Regions from separate parts of the Rattus norvegicus genome. Here region 1 is linked to region 2. A link is a contact called in public Hi-C data. All regions are on one chromosome and are shown on one strand. Each heading gives the region's core, a stretch centred on a gene start, on an enhancer-like site or on the middle of the called end of the contact. The rest is flanking DNA. Distances are from core to core; before and after follow the strand shown.

Region 1 (6,786 bases), core at 2,636-5,135, 150 kb after region 2:
AGAAGATGGCGTCAGATCTCCTGGAGCTGGGGTTCCAGGTGGTTGTGAATGTCTGACCTGTGCTGGGAACTGAACACCCCTCCAAGAGCAGCTCGCACTCCTTACTCCTTTCAGATGGCATATTAAGTGATGGCTAGTCTTTGCTAACCTGAAATTAAATAAGATTCAATGCAACATCTCTAGTCACATAATCTTTAACCGCTGTCAGCTCCCCCAACGCCCCGTGGCGCTTTTTGTTTGTTTTCATTTGGTTTTGTTGGCCTCAAACCCACAATCCTCCTGCCTCAGACTCCCAAGTTCTAGAATTAGAGCTGTGTGCCACCATACCTGGCTAGGAGGAATGAATATATATAAAGTTTTTTAGCGAAATACATCCTCTCATATATAATTACTTGAAGACAGTAACAAGGGACACAGTCATGGCCAGAGGGGCTGTGACTGCTGCCCCTAGCAGCAGCATGACAGCCATCACATTAGAGTGACTGAAGAAGATAAAGAAAAGGTCTCTCCTGGTCGGCCCTATACATTAAAAACATGAAGGAGAAGGAGAAGAAGAAGAAAAAAAATGCTGTGTTTACTAGAAAAGGAAAGTAGGCTCCAGGCTCAAAGGCAGAATTCTCATGAGTGTCATTTGAAAATCACACAGGACATAGGACACAGGACAGAGCTCTATTGGAGAGAATTTGAGACATTAAATATTTTCCACTCCTTAAACCAATGTAAGAATCAAGACCGTCTGCCTCCAGACTCCTGTGGTGGTGTGGGATTGTCTGTGGTGATCGAGGTCCAGGGGCATTGTCTGCCCTGTGGAGAACTGATGTCCCAGGTTCAGGCCGTCAGCTTGGAAGTGACCACTGTCTTACTTGCCCTTTAGAAAGGCTGAGACAGAGGCTGGGAGTCTTGTCTTCAGACTGAGGTCTGAGGAAGAGCTTATTAGGGACTAGGTAGGTAGGTCATGGCCGGGCATGTCAAGGCATGACAGGGAGGGACATGGACACTTCAAGTGCAGTAACTTCATGAGTGGCAGGTGCCTTTTCCACTTGCTTCCCAGAGTGTGCATGCATGCATGCATGCATGTGTGCATTTTGAGGGAGGGGTATCCCCAGAGCTCCCCATTCTCCCCTAGTCTCCTGGTTGACCTGATTCCTTGCACTTGAAGGATCTTTTCCACCCCAGCCACTGGCTTCCTCTGTCCCCGCTACTCCTGTCATGTTTTAGAAAGAGCAGTCTCCCTTCCTTTAACTTCATTCTTTCCTGATCTCTCCTCAACTCTCTTCTGCTCATCCCTTGCTCGCCTGCACGGAATCTGCCACGCAGAAGAGCCTGCAGGCTCACAAACCCACAGGTTCCTGGGAGTCACTCTTACCCCCATTTCTGATCCACTGTAGTTTTAACTTGTGGTAGCTGTGCCATCCATCAAATCCCCCCTGAGAGCCACGGTGGGCAGGGTCAAGAACTAGTCCCGCCTCCAATCTTGGCCCTGCCCCTTTCTGACGTCATCTGCCACGCCTGGCCACTGGCTCCTGCCAGAATCGGTACACCGGGAATTTGGCCCTGCTGCCTGCTCTGGTTGATCTCTTCTCTTCATCCTTCACCTGTGGGACCCCTGCTCATTTATTTCTCAGAGCCCGGTTCAGGGATCACAACTTTTTGCTAGGTTCTCGCTCTTTCATCACAGTCAGAATTAATTTTAAGAGATTAATTGAAGGGGAGGGGGGAGGGGGATGTTTGCCCGGAAACCGGGAAAGGGAATAACACTCGAAATGTATATAAGAAATACTCAAGTTAATAAAAAAAAAAATTATTAAAAGAGATTAATTGGGTTTTTAATTCAGTCACCTATTAGTTAATGTGATTAGCAATCATTGGGTCATAGCTGTTGCCCAGGCATTTGCACGAAGAGGAGTCCTTTTAAAAATGGCCTTTGATGTAAGGCAGTTATGGTTGAGTTTAAGGAGAATCATTTACTAAGGAGTAAGTGCCTTCCGCATGAGCAGTGCACACATAAAACTCATCCAAAGTTCGGGCAGGTTGGCTAGGGAAGCAACTGCCGCTCTCTGCTGCTGAGTCCTCATTTCACTCTCCGTCCTCCCTGTAGCCTTCCTCTGCCTCCCAGCAAAGCAGCCTTCAAGGACTGACAGATTCCCTTAGCCTTGATCGTCCTGGGAAGAAAGCTGCCCAGACGCTGCAGTGTACTGTGTACTGCTTGGGCCAGCATTGCCATCCAGCCTGCCTGGCCCTCCTGCTGCTGCTGCATTCTCTCCTCTCCTGGAGGGGACCGACCAAGCCTACCTTTGCATGTCTTTACTTACTTTTACCTCTGCATTCATTGGCTCTCCCAAGTTCACGTGCTGAGCAGCCACACTCTGGGTTTCCCAGGCTGAAGGCACGTCTGGATCTCCATGAACCTTGTTCTCGTGAAGATCGTGATGCAGTAGGTCTGAGAGTCTGTTTCTGAGAAATCCACCCAAAGGATCTCACACTGCTGATCCATAGTGCTTAGGATTTTTTGGGTTTTGCTTATTAATACTTTGTGAATATGGGTGTTTTGCCTGCATGTATGTCTGTATACTTTGTGTATGCCTGGTACCAGAAGAGGGTATTGGATAACCTGACCTGGAGTTACAGACAATTGTGGGTTTCTATATGGTTGCTGGTAATTGGACCTTGGGCCTTTCTGCTAACCTAGAATTAACTTTATTCTATTAGTTTTATTTATTTTGCATATATATGGTGCGGAGAAGGCAGGTACATGAAATAGGATACACGTGGAGGTTAGAGAACAACTCTCAGGAGTCAGTTTTCTCCTTCCTTGGGTCCTTGGATTTTGGCAGCAGGCGCCGTATCCTCTGAGCCATCTTGATGGCCCTGTCTGTAATACTTGTAAAAAGTTCGGTGGTGGAGCTGTGATTGGGATATAAAGTAAATTTAAAAATTAATTTAAAAAAAAATTTAGTTGTATTGGGTGTAACCACTCTGGAGGCAGAGGCAGATAGGTCTCTGTGAGTTCAAGGCTATCCCGGTCTACAAAGCAAATCCAGGACATCCAGGGACTGTCACACAGAGAAACTCTGTAAAAAGAAAAAGAAAAAGAAAGAAAAGAAAAACAAAAAACCCAACAAACAAAAAAAAGAAAAAGAAAAAAATTCGGTTTTTCAGTGTCTCCCCTAATTATGAGCTTTGAGCTTGGGACCACAAACACAAACCAAGAAGGAGTGAGGAGAGCTAAAACCTCCCCATTGTTCAGGGTCCATGCAGCCTCACACTAAACTCCTCCAAAGCTAATGCATTTAATCTGCAGGGCACTGTGGGTGAATTAGATACACACTTTCCCTGTTCTCTTTAGCAGGTGAAAACACTGGCCCTCAGGAAGGCCAGATTCCCTTAGGGTGAAGGGGAGGGGGAGGTCGGGGAGCTTACAGAAGCACCTTGCCCAGGGCGATGCTGAGGCTGCCTGTGAATGCCTCCTAATGAGCTGTGGAACCTCCTGACTCCTCGGGGCTCCAGGATGCGTCCTCCCCACCCCTGAGACAGAGAAGAAATGCAGAGCTTACAGTAAGGGCTGACCCCCTGCCCATCTGTCAGGCATGCACCAAATTCCAAAAGTACCTCTCTCTTAAACTCCCCCAACACTTCATAATATTTTGACATGGGATGGCGAGAGAGAGAGAGAGAGAGAGAGAGAGAGAGAGAGAGAGAGAGAGAGAGAGAGAGAGAGAACAAGAAGAAATTGGAAACGCTTTGAAATATGTCTCTTCCTTGGCTTGTGGTTCTTTGGCCATGTGACTGAATAGAAGTTGAGTCATAGGATACCAGTTTAACATATGCAGTTACTATAGCAATTGAGGTTTCCTTAGTAACAGTTGCAAAAATAATCTGGCCCCAATTAATAATACATTTTAAAGCTCTTTCTACTCTACACAGAACAACCGAGTTCGTCTGGCCAAACACCAGATAACTCAGGTGGTGTCGTCTGGTGATTGAGATGCATTTGGAAGTGGTGAATTGGGTTGGAAAGGGATGAAAAGAGAACAGGTTGCCTCAGGCCTCACAGGAGTCCACTCAGGAAAGCTGACCAGTAGGCCGTGCCCGTCCAGGCTCTAGGATTCCCAGAGTGCCCTGGAGGACCTTGTGTTTGAAGAAAGAGGAAAGTGAAGACTGGTACACAATGAAACTGGAGCACAAGGCCACAGCCCATCCTGAAGTGTTCGCCATGGCTCGAGGTCTGTGTGTGAATTCAGAGGTCCTCCGTCAGGGGACAGTCTGCCTCAGCAACCGGAGACAGGTCCCCAGGGATGCTTTTGTAGTAATAGTGCTGGCTGTGGGACCTGCTGTGCCTTCTCACTAAAGCTTCAGTCCATCCTGTACGTTTGTCTGTGTGTTCATGGGCACACGGAGGAGCAGTGCGTGGCTGTCAAACGCTCTCCTTCCCTACACATGGGGCTCAGCCCTTGGAGCCTCGAACAAAGCAGGCCAGCTAACTGGCCAGAACCCTAGGGCGCAGCCAGGGTGCAGTCGTCCACCCGGATGGCTTCTGCACATTCCAGCGCCTGACTCCAGCCCTGAGGAGGCCAGGGCTGCTCAGCAGGGCCTGGAGATGGGCCAGCCTGGTCGGCAGAAGCACTGGCTCTTCCCTCGCTGTGGGACCCGTACCACACCCTGGGTTTTCCTCAGCTGACAGAGTGGCCCAGAATTAAGATGTGAAGGGGGGAGAGGGGGCTGCTCTCAATACCAGCTCGCTAAGAGAATTGCCTTCTCCTTTCTTCTCAGGTTAGTAGGGAACACAGGGGTAATGATATATAGGGGAGAGTCTCCAATAATCACCGATAATCTCCAATAACATACATTTTACCAGGGTTTGGCTTCTTGGCAACTTAAAGATGGATGTTTGCTCTGTTATGAGCAGGGCAGCAATGACCGTCCCTATTCTCACTGTCTGGAGTTGGCCGTCCCTGTTGCCTCTGGACGTGGACAGTAAGGGAGGTGAGGCTGGTGCTGGCTCTGCCCTGGCCATCCCTATCCTCACTGCTTCAGGACCTGCCCTGGCCTCCTGTACTGCCTGCTCCCACATCTCTGTGTCTGAGTGAACACCAAGGGAGGCCTTTTCTGCTTTCCAAAGCCTAGGCACTGTGCAAGGCTGTGGGTACAGGAGTGAGAAAACACAGTGGCAGGGAGCACTGAGACTGGGGCTGTCCCACTTTCAGGGTGTCTCCTGAACAGGGGATGATCGGAAATATCATCTGACGAATGGAAAAGCTTCCTCTCTGTGCCTGGGTGCTCGGTGTCTAGGGGAGAAGAGAGACGGGGAGGCAGCTGGGTGTCAGAGTGCACCGAGGAAGGAATGGGAGGCAGAAAGAGATTGAGTGGGAAGGAAAGCAGGGTCTGGCAGGGAGGTGGCAGAGGAGACAGAACAACGGGACAGTGGCCAGGGTTCAGGGTAGAGTGTGTGGGTCAGGGGAGCTGGAGTTGCTGACGTCCGAGGAGATGAGTCAAGACAGTTGAACTTGGGCCAGGTTCTGAGGGGCTTTGTGCTGGCCAAATGAATTTTCCCTTAGATTCTATAGACAGTTGGGAGCCATTAAATGTTTTAAGCAAGGTCAGGCTCTGGGCAGACTGGTGTCTTGGCTGGGTGCGGGCAGTGGCACAGGGAGAGTGGACAGGGCACAGTATGTGATAGAGGCCAGTAGATGGGCGACTGATACTGGGGAGGTTTTGAGGATACTCAGTCATGCTGTTCCCTGCTGGACAGAACCAGTCTCCCAGCCTAGAAGTGAGCCTGGGACAGGTCCAGGCTCCATGTCACTCCTTCTAAGTTGCCCTCTTCCCTTCACAGTGACAAAGCTTCAGGTGAGCAAATCAAAGAGAACCCTCACACTGGTGGAAAATCGTCCAATTCAGCTGAACTGCTCAGTCAAGTCCCAGACCAGCCCAAACTCGCACTTCGCCGTGCTGTGGTATGTTCACAAACCCTCGGACGCGGACGGCAAGCTCATTCTCAAAACCACGCACAACTCAGCCTTCGAGTATGGAACCTATGCGGAGGAGGAAGGCCTGCGAGGCCGGCTGCAGTTCGAGAGGCATGTGTCAGGGGGCCTGTTCAGCCTCACTGTGCAGAGAGCTGAGGTCAGCGACAGTGGCAGCTACTACTGCCATGTGGAGGAGTGGCTGCTGAGTCCTAACTATGCCTGGTACAAGCTGGCCGAGGAGGTTTCAGGGCGCACAGAAGTCACCGTGAAGCAGCCAGGTAAGACTGGAAGGTGTGACCATCACTGTCCTGTGGGTTTCCTGCAAACTCTAGGGCTTGGGGAGCTCTGTGGCCTGACCCATGCTGGATTTGAAAACAGACACCATTCCCTTCAACTCACTCTGCGTTCTAGGATCCCCTCTGCCCACACAGTGACATTTTCTGATAACCATTTCTTCTGCATAGAGCAGGAGGTCCACCTCTGAGGGGCTGCCTGTGGCCATCACCATGACTGGGGTCTGACTGCCTGCTAGGTCACATTATAAATCTCAGACTGCTCTCAACTCACCACATAATCCAAGCAGACCTTGACCTTAAGATCCCCCTGCCTCAGCCCCCAAGAAGCTGAGGTTACATTCTGTGCTGCCTCGGGGCTTCTGAGAGCTGAGGCTGTGGTCCGGCCTACGCATGCTCTCTTGCTTGCTCTGTGTCTGCCTTCCAGCCCAGTTCGTCTCCATTAGGATAATGCTGTTCTCAGTGCTCTGCTCCCACCTCCAAGGTCTCCTCTCTGTTCTCCAGTCTTCTTCCTTTCCTCCTTTGGT
Region 2 (7,792 bases), core at 4,722-7,221:
TGCCTAGCCCATGCAGGAGAAGGACCAGGAAGAGACGGTCTTCACTCCATTCTGTGTATAGCAGAGGGCCAAGGCTGGGATTCAAAGCCTGCCAAGCAAGCTCTCAGCTTCTGTTCTAGTGACCAGGAGCTCCTAAGAAAGAAGCTCTCACCTGCCTTCCAAGGGAGTCTCTGTAGGCTGAGGGAGAGCTCGGTGGTGGAACACTTGCCTGGAGGTTGCAAGGCTTCACGTTTGATCTCCAGCCCCACAAAAAGAAGACATGAGAAGGTGTCTGTCCATGTGTGAGCCCTTTCCCTGGGGGTTCAGCATTCCAAGTGCTGTAGGGCCTAGGTTTTAGCTTTTCCTTTGTATCGAGGTGGAGGGAACAGTGGCTTTCTCACCTGGAATGGTGGTGTCTGCTCCTCAACATAGCTTTGGCTGAGAGGAAGGACACAAGTTTACCTCCAGAGCACCAAAGGCCCTGCTCAGTTTGTCTGGGCTATCTGATATGCCTCCCTCCACTCCTGCTATGACAATGGAATGGAATTACAGATGGTTACAAGCGGCCATGTGGGTGCTAGGGACAAAACCCAGGTCCTCTAAAAAGCACCTAGTGCTCTTAGTGGCTGAGCCATCTCTCCTCAGCCCCTTGAGGCCCAGTGTCCTCAGGATTAGTTCTCTAGTCTTGATCCACCATGTCCACGCCTCTTGTTCAGTTTGGGGGTCACACTTTCCCCAAACTCATACTTTTTACAATCCTACATTTTTATACAGGCTGAGAAGCAGGCATTTGACCTCTACTGGCTTCTCGTGTGTGTGTGTGTGTGTGTGTGTGTGTGTGTGTGTGCACATGCGTGAGCAGATGGGGGTTGTTTTAAATGCATGTGGACATATATGTGTGTATACATGTGAAAGCCAGAGAACAACTCTTAGAAATCCACCCTCAGGAAAGCCATCTGCCCACTTTTAAACAAAGTCTCTAGGTTACCTGGAGCTCGATAAGTAAGTGAGTCTGCTGGCCAGCGAGCCCCAGGCCTCCCCTCCCTGGAGTGGGGATTATAAGTGTACATTAACAACCCATGTTTTCACCCAGGTTCTAGGAGCCAAACTCAGGTCTTTATACTTACAAGGCAAGAATTTTATTGAATGAGCCACCCCTGCCCCAGTCATTGTACCATTTGAGTTCTATTTTCCCATCTGTTTTCTCTGGTTTACCCAATAAACACACGTTATCAGATAATGCAGGTGGCTTCTGTTCTCAGCTCTTTCAAAACCCTCTTCTTAAGTGGGAGCGAGGGGACCCCAGAGTCTCTCTGTGCCTCTGGAAGCCCTGCCTTGCATTCACCCTGACTCTAGGAGGTTCTAAATTCTCCTCTCTGTGAAATCCCCAAAAGTCTTTCAGAAATCCTGAAAAGACAAACAAACCAATAAATAAATTAGCAAACAAATAAAACAACTGGATAAAAGTTGGACGATTCCACCATTCGATATAAAATAAGACCACAGAATAGAGAGTTGGGGCACGTTATCAATAGTTAAGGCAACTGAGCCATGGGGTGCAGGAGCCTGATCTCTGGCTGAGCCTGGGCTGACTAGGGCAGATTTCTGACTGTGGGTAAATAAATACACGGCCTTTTCTCCCATTACAAAGATGCATTCTTGGGGGCGGCTACAAGCCCCAGAAACCATTTCGTCGTTTATTGTTATAAAACAGCATTAGCCATCCCTTATTAAATTGTCCTGATTTCCAAAACAAATGCCTAAATAAACAAAATAAAATAAAATAAGTGACTTGGGTCTATTGTAGACCCTAGTTTGGAATCAGTAGGGGACCCCAATGATCTTTGACATTGCGACCTCATGTAGAAGCCACTTGTGTATCTCTGAGTCTCACCTAAAAGAACTAGCAATACAGGAAGTCCCTGGATAAGGGGCCCCATCCTAAACCTCCCACCGCCGAGGGCTCTCATCTGTCCCTCTCCATGGTCATGGGGTAATGTCATGTGCCAACTCCTGCCAAGTGTGTATTAATAAGTTCTGAACCATGTTGGCAGCTCCATAGTTTTCTGTAGTCTTTTGCAGCCTAGAAAACTGTTTCCATCGAGAAGCCCCTGCTGTTTTATCCTTTACGTGTGAAAACAGATAAGCCTGCGCATGTCCACTGGGGGCTGGTGAGTAACATTGAAGTGGCGTGAGGAGAGGGAGTTTAAACAAGAGCTAATGTGTCTGTGGGGAATAGCTGGGGGAGGGAAAGCCGCTCTGGGCTGGAAGCGAGGAGCTGGCAGAGGAATCTGTCCCATATTGTGGCCACTTAAGGCTGGAGCACACGAGTGTCTGTTGTCCGTGGTTTGAAGAACGTTCTGCAAAGAGCTGGTTTACAGAAGGGGAATTTTGATCTCGAGGAGCAGATCCGGTTTCCTGGGAACCATCTGCTTGTTTTTCTCTTTCCCAAAGAGCCCACAATCTCTTGTGGGAAAAATTCAGAATGTTATTGGCTTTCAGAGAAGAGGGGTTTGGAAATGCCAGATAAACAGAGACGGCGAGCGACAGAGTTTCGCGTTGTGCTCCCCTAGGGCTGCGGGAAGAGCCACATGGTGAAGCTGTGGGACTGTGGAGAGAAATGCAGAGATGGAACTGTGGGCTGGGGACAAAGCGACAGGGGCTCTGCTGCTCAGCCAGACCACATTCACGGTTCCTGTCACGTGAGGAGTAGGCAGTGTGTACTGCATGCATCTTGCAAAACAATGTGCAGTTCCAAGAAGGCCAGGGATATGGTAGACTCTTGGGACTCGGCCGGGCAGGTGCATTCAAGTGTGCTATGGAGATGTCACCTACAACCCAGCCAAAGCTACGTTGTTCATCTGCCCACGCTTGAGGCAAATCTTAACCGAATTCCATGCTGAAATGCTTTTGTCTGCCTGTGGCAGGAACCCAGTTTAAAATACCTCGCTCAAAATAAGGACACGATCCTTTAATTCATCCAAGCAACCAATCAATCAATAAGGCCTTCTTGAGTGCCTGCTTGGTGCCAGGAGGTGTTCTAGAAGTTTCTATATTTATTAGCAAAGAAGACAAGCCCACACGTTCTAAGGGTGATGATGGGTAGGAAGGGCCACATAGATGTAAATCTGAGTTTGTCGGGTAATGGTAAGGTGTTCTAGAGACACAAAGCAAAGCAAAGGGGCACAGTGGCAAGAGGCTCCCACATTGGGCAGAAATGGTTTCAATGGCTCAGCTGAAGCCTTCGAGGCAAACGGGAACCAGCCATCCTGCTACTTGCAGAAGAACATAGCTGAGAGGTGGAATGGTACGTGCAAAGGTCCTGAGGTGGGAGCTAAGAGGCCAGAGAGGCTGGAGTGAGCTGATGGAGCGCAGTCATAGGAGATGTGCTCAGAGGGGAGCAGGCAGGTGCTGAGGATTGGGGTACTGCTCTCGGAGATGACTGTCATGTCTTTAGGGTTCTGAGGAGAGTAGCAGTCTCACTTGAGGTTTTCAAGCCTGACTTGACTGACTCTGGAATTAGGGTAGAGGCAGGGAGACCCCTATGCAGGTTACTGTGGGGTCTGAGTGGGAGGATTAGGCAGGTAGTGTGGGATGTAGAGAGAGCTCGGGTTCGGAGTGTGTCAGAGGCGGTGGCGGTGTGATTAACCTGTGGGTGAGAGGCAGGTGTACGCATGGCAGAGGTTGAGGAGGGGTTCAGGCACCACATGAACGTAGACAATAAGATCAAGGCTCTGTTCTCCTGTGTCTGTTGGCATTGGTCTACTCTGGCTTCATTTTCAGCTCTCTGCATACGGTGTTAAAGATGTCCACTGTCAGCTCAGACCTGTTCTGGAAGCTCTCTCAGAGAAGAACTAAGATGATCTGGAGTTCCTGGGGTGTGTGTGGGGTGGGGCAGCCACACCTGTGTAACGGATTCTACCTGGCTGACAGACTGACTGATTAGAAGGCAGAGATTGTGGAGGGTTGGAATGTTACTAGTCCAGAACTAAATTATTGAGCTATCTGCAGTCCATTTCATAACTATTCGTTGCTCACCTCTGATCTCACATCTGGTGACTATCAGTGACACAGGTTGAAACGCATTAATAGTCTGCTAGCATCCACCAACCCAAAAGATAAGAATGACCTCCGGCAACACCTGAAACCAAGAACAGAAACATATCTGTTTTCATTAGAATCTGCCTGCCTCTAATTTCCACCAATGTGTCCAACGATTGACCAACCTATGGCTTTTTGTTGTTATTTGGTAACTATGAAACAATTTCCATTCATTAGAACACACTGTCTAAGGACGTCTGAATCTATGTCCCAAGGCCATGGTCACTGATATTAGATATTAGACTGGCAAATTATCTTTTATTCCCTCTGAGGTGAGAACTGTTTTGTCTACAATGTGGAAGCTTTTTGTTATAGATGTCTGCAAAAAATGCCCTCTCTAATGTGACTGGCATGAACTATGTCACATGCTCACCCTGGCTCAAGGAGACTAGAACTCTGCTGACTAAATTCTGTCTGATCCTCACCTGTGGTTCCTAGATTACAGTCATCGTCCCTAAGGCATGGCGACAGGGGTGGGGGGCAGAGACAATGTCGAGAGAAACCAGGAGTGTCAATTGAGGAGGGAGGATGAATGGCCACACCATGCTCACCTTGGCCTGGGATGTTTAATGGAGACATTCGATGTGAGTGGGAAGCAAGGCACACACGAAAGGTGCCAACTGACCAACGATTGTCACACTTGGAGGTTGAAGGAAGGGTGGGGGTGGGAGTGGGGATGTTTGTAGAGTAAATGGCAACAAGGCTAATAGCAGTGGGGACCATGGAATCCAAAATTCATTTACAGTGCAGAGTAAGGAGTGGGACTAAATTTTGGACAGGTAATAGAGATAATCGAATAGCCATGGGTCACAACAGAATAAGACAGGAGTTAAATGAGGAGAATGGGCAAAATACCCAGGGGGTGCTGTGGTTCTAGCGGCCTGAGTGATAGATGGCAAATGGCCAGCATTCAGGCGGATGCTCCGGACCTCTACCAACAAACCGGAAGTTGAGAGACCTTGTCACTGCCGATGAGCACCTAATTATGTACGAGGCCCAGCCTGCTAGGCGTCTAGATCTTTCTGTTATTTGCTTCACCAACAGTCAGTGCACAGCCGCTGACAGGAAGCCATAAGCCAGTTCAGCCTTCTTTTTTCCTTCTTGCCCCGGGCTCGGCTTTCTGCTCAGGCAGTAAACCGGAAGAGTCGCCCGCCCCTGCCACAGAGGGACTCGGAGTCACTTTGGCTCTAGAGTGAGGACTGGGGCTGGGGGGGGGGGGGTAGATCCACACATAATTAAAACCTTTTTTCTAAAGGAGAAGCAAAATACAATCAACATGACTTCCCCAAAGACTGAAAGAGATCTGAAGGGAAAGAAATGGCATTTGTGTCTGCAAAGAGAAAGAGAGAAAAACAGAGACTGTTGCACCAGTTAAAGCTTTCTGAGCAAAGATACGGAAGGGGAAAATAGGAATTAGATCGCACCAGCCATGCAATTAAGAAGAATAAGATGAGCTTTTACAAATATCAGGAAAGGGAAATTATAGAGAGGAAATAAGAGTTAATAAATGCAGAGGACCATGAAATGAACGGTGACCACAAACGACTGAAACACCCAATTCCACTCTTTGGTAGCCTTTAACTAGGAAAAAAAAGCGGGGGAAGAAATGGAGCAATTAAAAAGGAAGCACAACTTGAGGGAAGAGGAGGAGACACTGGGAGGACAAGCTACAGAACACAAGCACACCAGGACCTCCAGGACCAGCCCCGGCCATACACTGGCTCAAGCGGGTACTGTTTCCAGTGCTCAAGGAACAAAGCAAGGGAAGAAGAATGAGGAAGAAGGAAAGTAGGGAGGGAGGGAGGCCCAGCGTTCCTAAGCTATGCTACAGAGCTGACTTTGAATGTGAAACGACTCCCGCAGGCTCTGCAGTGAGCTCATGTTCCCAGCTGGTGGCGCTGTTTTGAAGGCCTCAGAGCCTTGAGCGAGTGGGGCCTGGCCGTCCGAATCCGTCCTTAAGACACTAAAAGGCTTAGAGGCAGGCTTTGAAGCTTCCGACCTTCCAGCTCGGCTTCCTCGTCTCCACCTGGAGAAGCCTTCCCTTAGGCTCCGGAGGTAGCAGAATGGCAGGCCAGCTGCCATGACTTCCCCACCACGGGAGACTGAAATCCCTCTGAAACCTGTGCCAAAATAAACCATCTCTTCCCTAAACTGTTTCTGTCAGGTAATTGCGCACAGCAGTAAAACACTGAGTATGGAACTCTCATGACCCATCCCCACACCCGACTACCTCTAGCCACACCCCAACTTTCAGCAGAGAGGAAGGGGGAGATCCAGCCAGTCTTCAGCGCGGTTCCTTCTGCCCTCTCTCCTCCCCTTCTCCCCTTCCTCCTCATTAACCAGGAGTCCAAGACCCTCTCTTGGGGTTTTCCCTACCTGTATAGCACACCTACAAGGATGTCTTTTTTTTTTTTTTTAATAGAAAGAAGAAAAGCAAGCCAGGAGCATGCTGAGTGAACAGACTGGTTAGGTGGTTTTTGCTCCAAAAAAACGTTGATTTCTGGATCTTGTAAGGTGCTAATATAGCCAGGCACTATGACAGGGACTGTGGAGCAAAGGTAAGCATGTAACAAGGGCTTAGGTGCTAAAGAGCTCCTTGCCAAGTAAGGGGACACACACACACAGAAACACACACAGACACACACACACAGAAACACACTCACACAGAAACACACACAGAGACACATTCACACACACTCATACTCACACTCACACACACAAACACAAACACACAGACACACACAGAGACACATTCACACGCACTCATACACAGACACACACACTCACAAACACACACACACACACACACACACACACACACACACACACATCATGGTATGGTGCCTGCAACCATGGTGGATGTTCAGAGAAGGTGTCTTGGAGGCTCAACTATGTAGAAGGAGCAACTCCATCCTCATAGACCATGAAGGCTTCTAAAGGTCTCTGTGCTTGCTTTTGACAAACCGCCATAGTCTTGACAGGCAGCAAGGCCTGCTTTTCAGGGCAGCGGGAGGCCCATCTGTGAAGGGCAAGAGGCACCCACAGTGCTTGGCATTCAGCACATGAGTGGTCTGCTTTCCTTTCCAAGTCACTCCAGCACAGTCTTCCGGGGGCCTCAACACTCACCTATTCCCTGCTAGAGAATTTTAGGAATAGATTTAATTCAATCGTCAGGGCAACCCACCTCTTTTTATCACATTACAAAAGAAAAGATTACAGTAGGCAGATGCGATCTTGTCAGCAGCATCAAGGGGTCTCAAGTGCTACCAGCCTGGGGTGACAGCACTGGGGGTGGTGCTGGGTGGGTCATGAACCTTCTCCAGGCCAAGGTGAGCCGGAAGAGCACTGGCCCAAGGCAGAGAGGCAAACAACAGTCTGAGGACTGAGGGAAAGGGGGGCTAAGGTTAGTAGAGCTGGAACCAGGAGAATAAAGCTGGGGCAGGGATGCGAAGGAAGCTGGGAAGGGGAGCAGCTTCCAGACAAACAGGCCAAGCCCTGTCACTAAGCATGGGTGGGAGGGATTATGGTTACTCTTCGCTGTCAGCCACAACCGATGTAGAATCACAGAGAAGGCCCACCTCTGGGTGTGACACTGAGGTCATTCACAGAGAGGTAAACTGAGGAAGGATGACCCACCCTGAATGGGGACCGCCCCATCTCATCAACTGGACTCCCATAGTGCCTAAAAATGGGGAAAAGAGGAAACCGAGCA

The links. A called contact is a pair of places that touch in the nucleus more often than the background predicts.
Region 1: a contact with region 2 is called in a Hi-C map of the A7r5 cell line, with 6 times the contacts expected there. The contact joins two enhancer-like sites. A contact is called at or near these places in 8 of 12 Hi-C or Micro-C datasets (the A7r5 cell line, the Rat2 cell line, Schwann cells and 5 more) and 1 of 1 datasets of contacts at active chromatin or transcription factors (oligodendrocytes).

The regions. Positions count from the first base shown.
Region 1 is chr2:191,571,141-191,577,926 of GRCr8, forward strand. Igsf3 (immunoglobulin superfamily, member 3) reads left to right here. Exons shown (of 9, transcript NM_001106455.2): 6 at 5,834-6,244. Among named protein-coding and RNA genes, the nearest start is that of Igsf3, 73 kb to the left of the region's middle. Within about 2 kb of position 3,886, at least 26 of the 93 cell types and tissues checked have an H3K27ac peak or open chromatin away from gene starts, as enhancers often do. A contact at or near this core is called in the A7r5 cell line and Schwann cells, where this site is marked.
Region 2 is chr2:191,422,905-191,430,696 of GRCr8, forward strand. No RefSeq gene overlaps it. Among named protein-coding and RNA genes, the nearest start is that of Cd2, 14 kb to the left of the region's middle. Within about 2 kb of position 5,972, at least 12 of the 93 cell types and tissues checked have an H3K27ac peak or open chromatin away from gene starts, as enhancers often do. A contact at or near this core is called in the A7r5 cell line and Schwann cells, where this site is marked.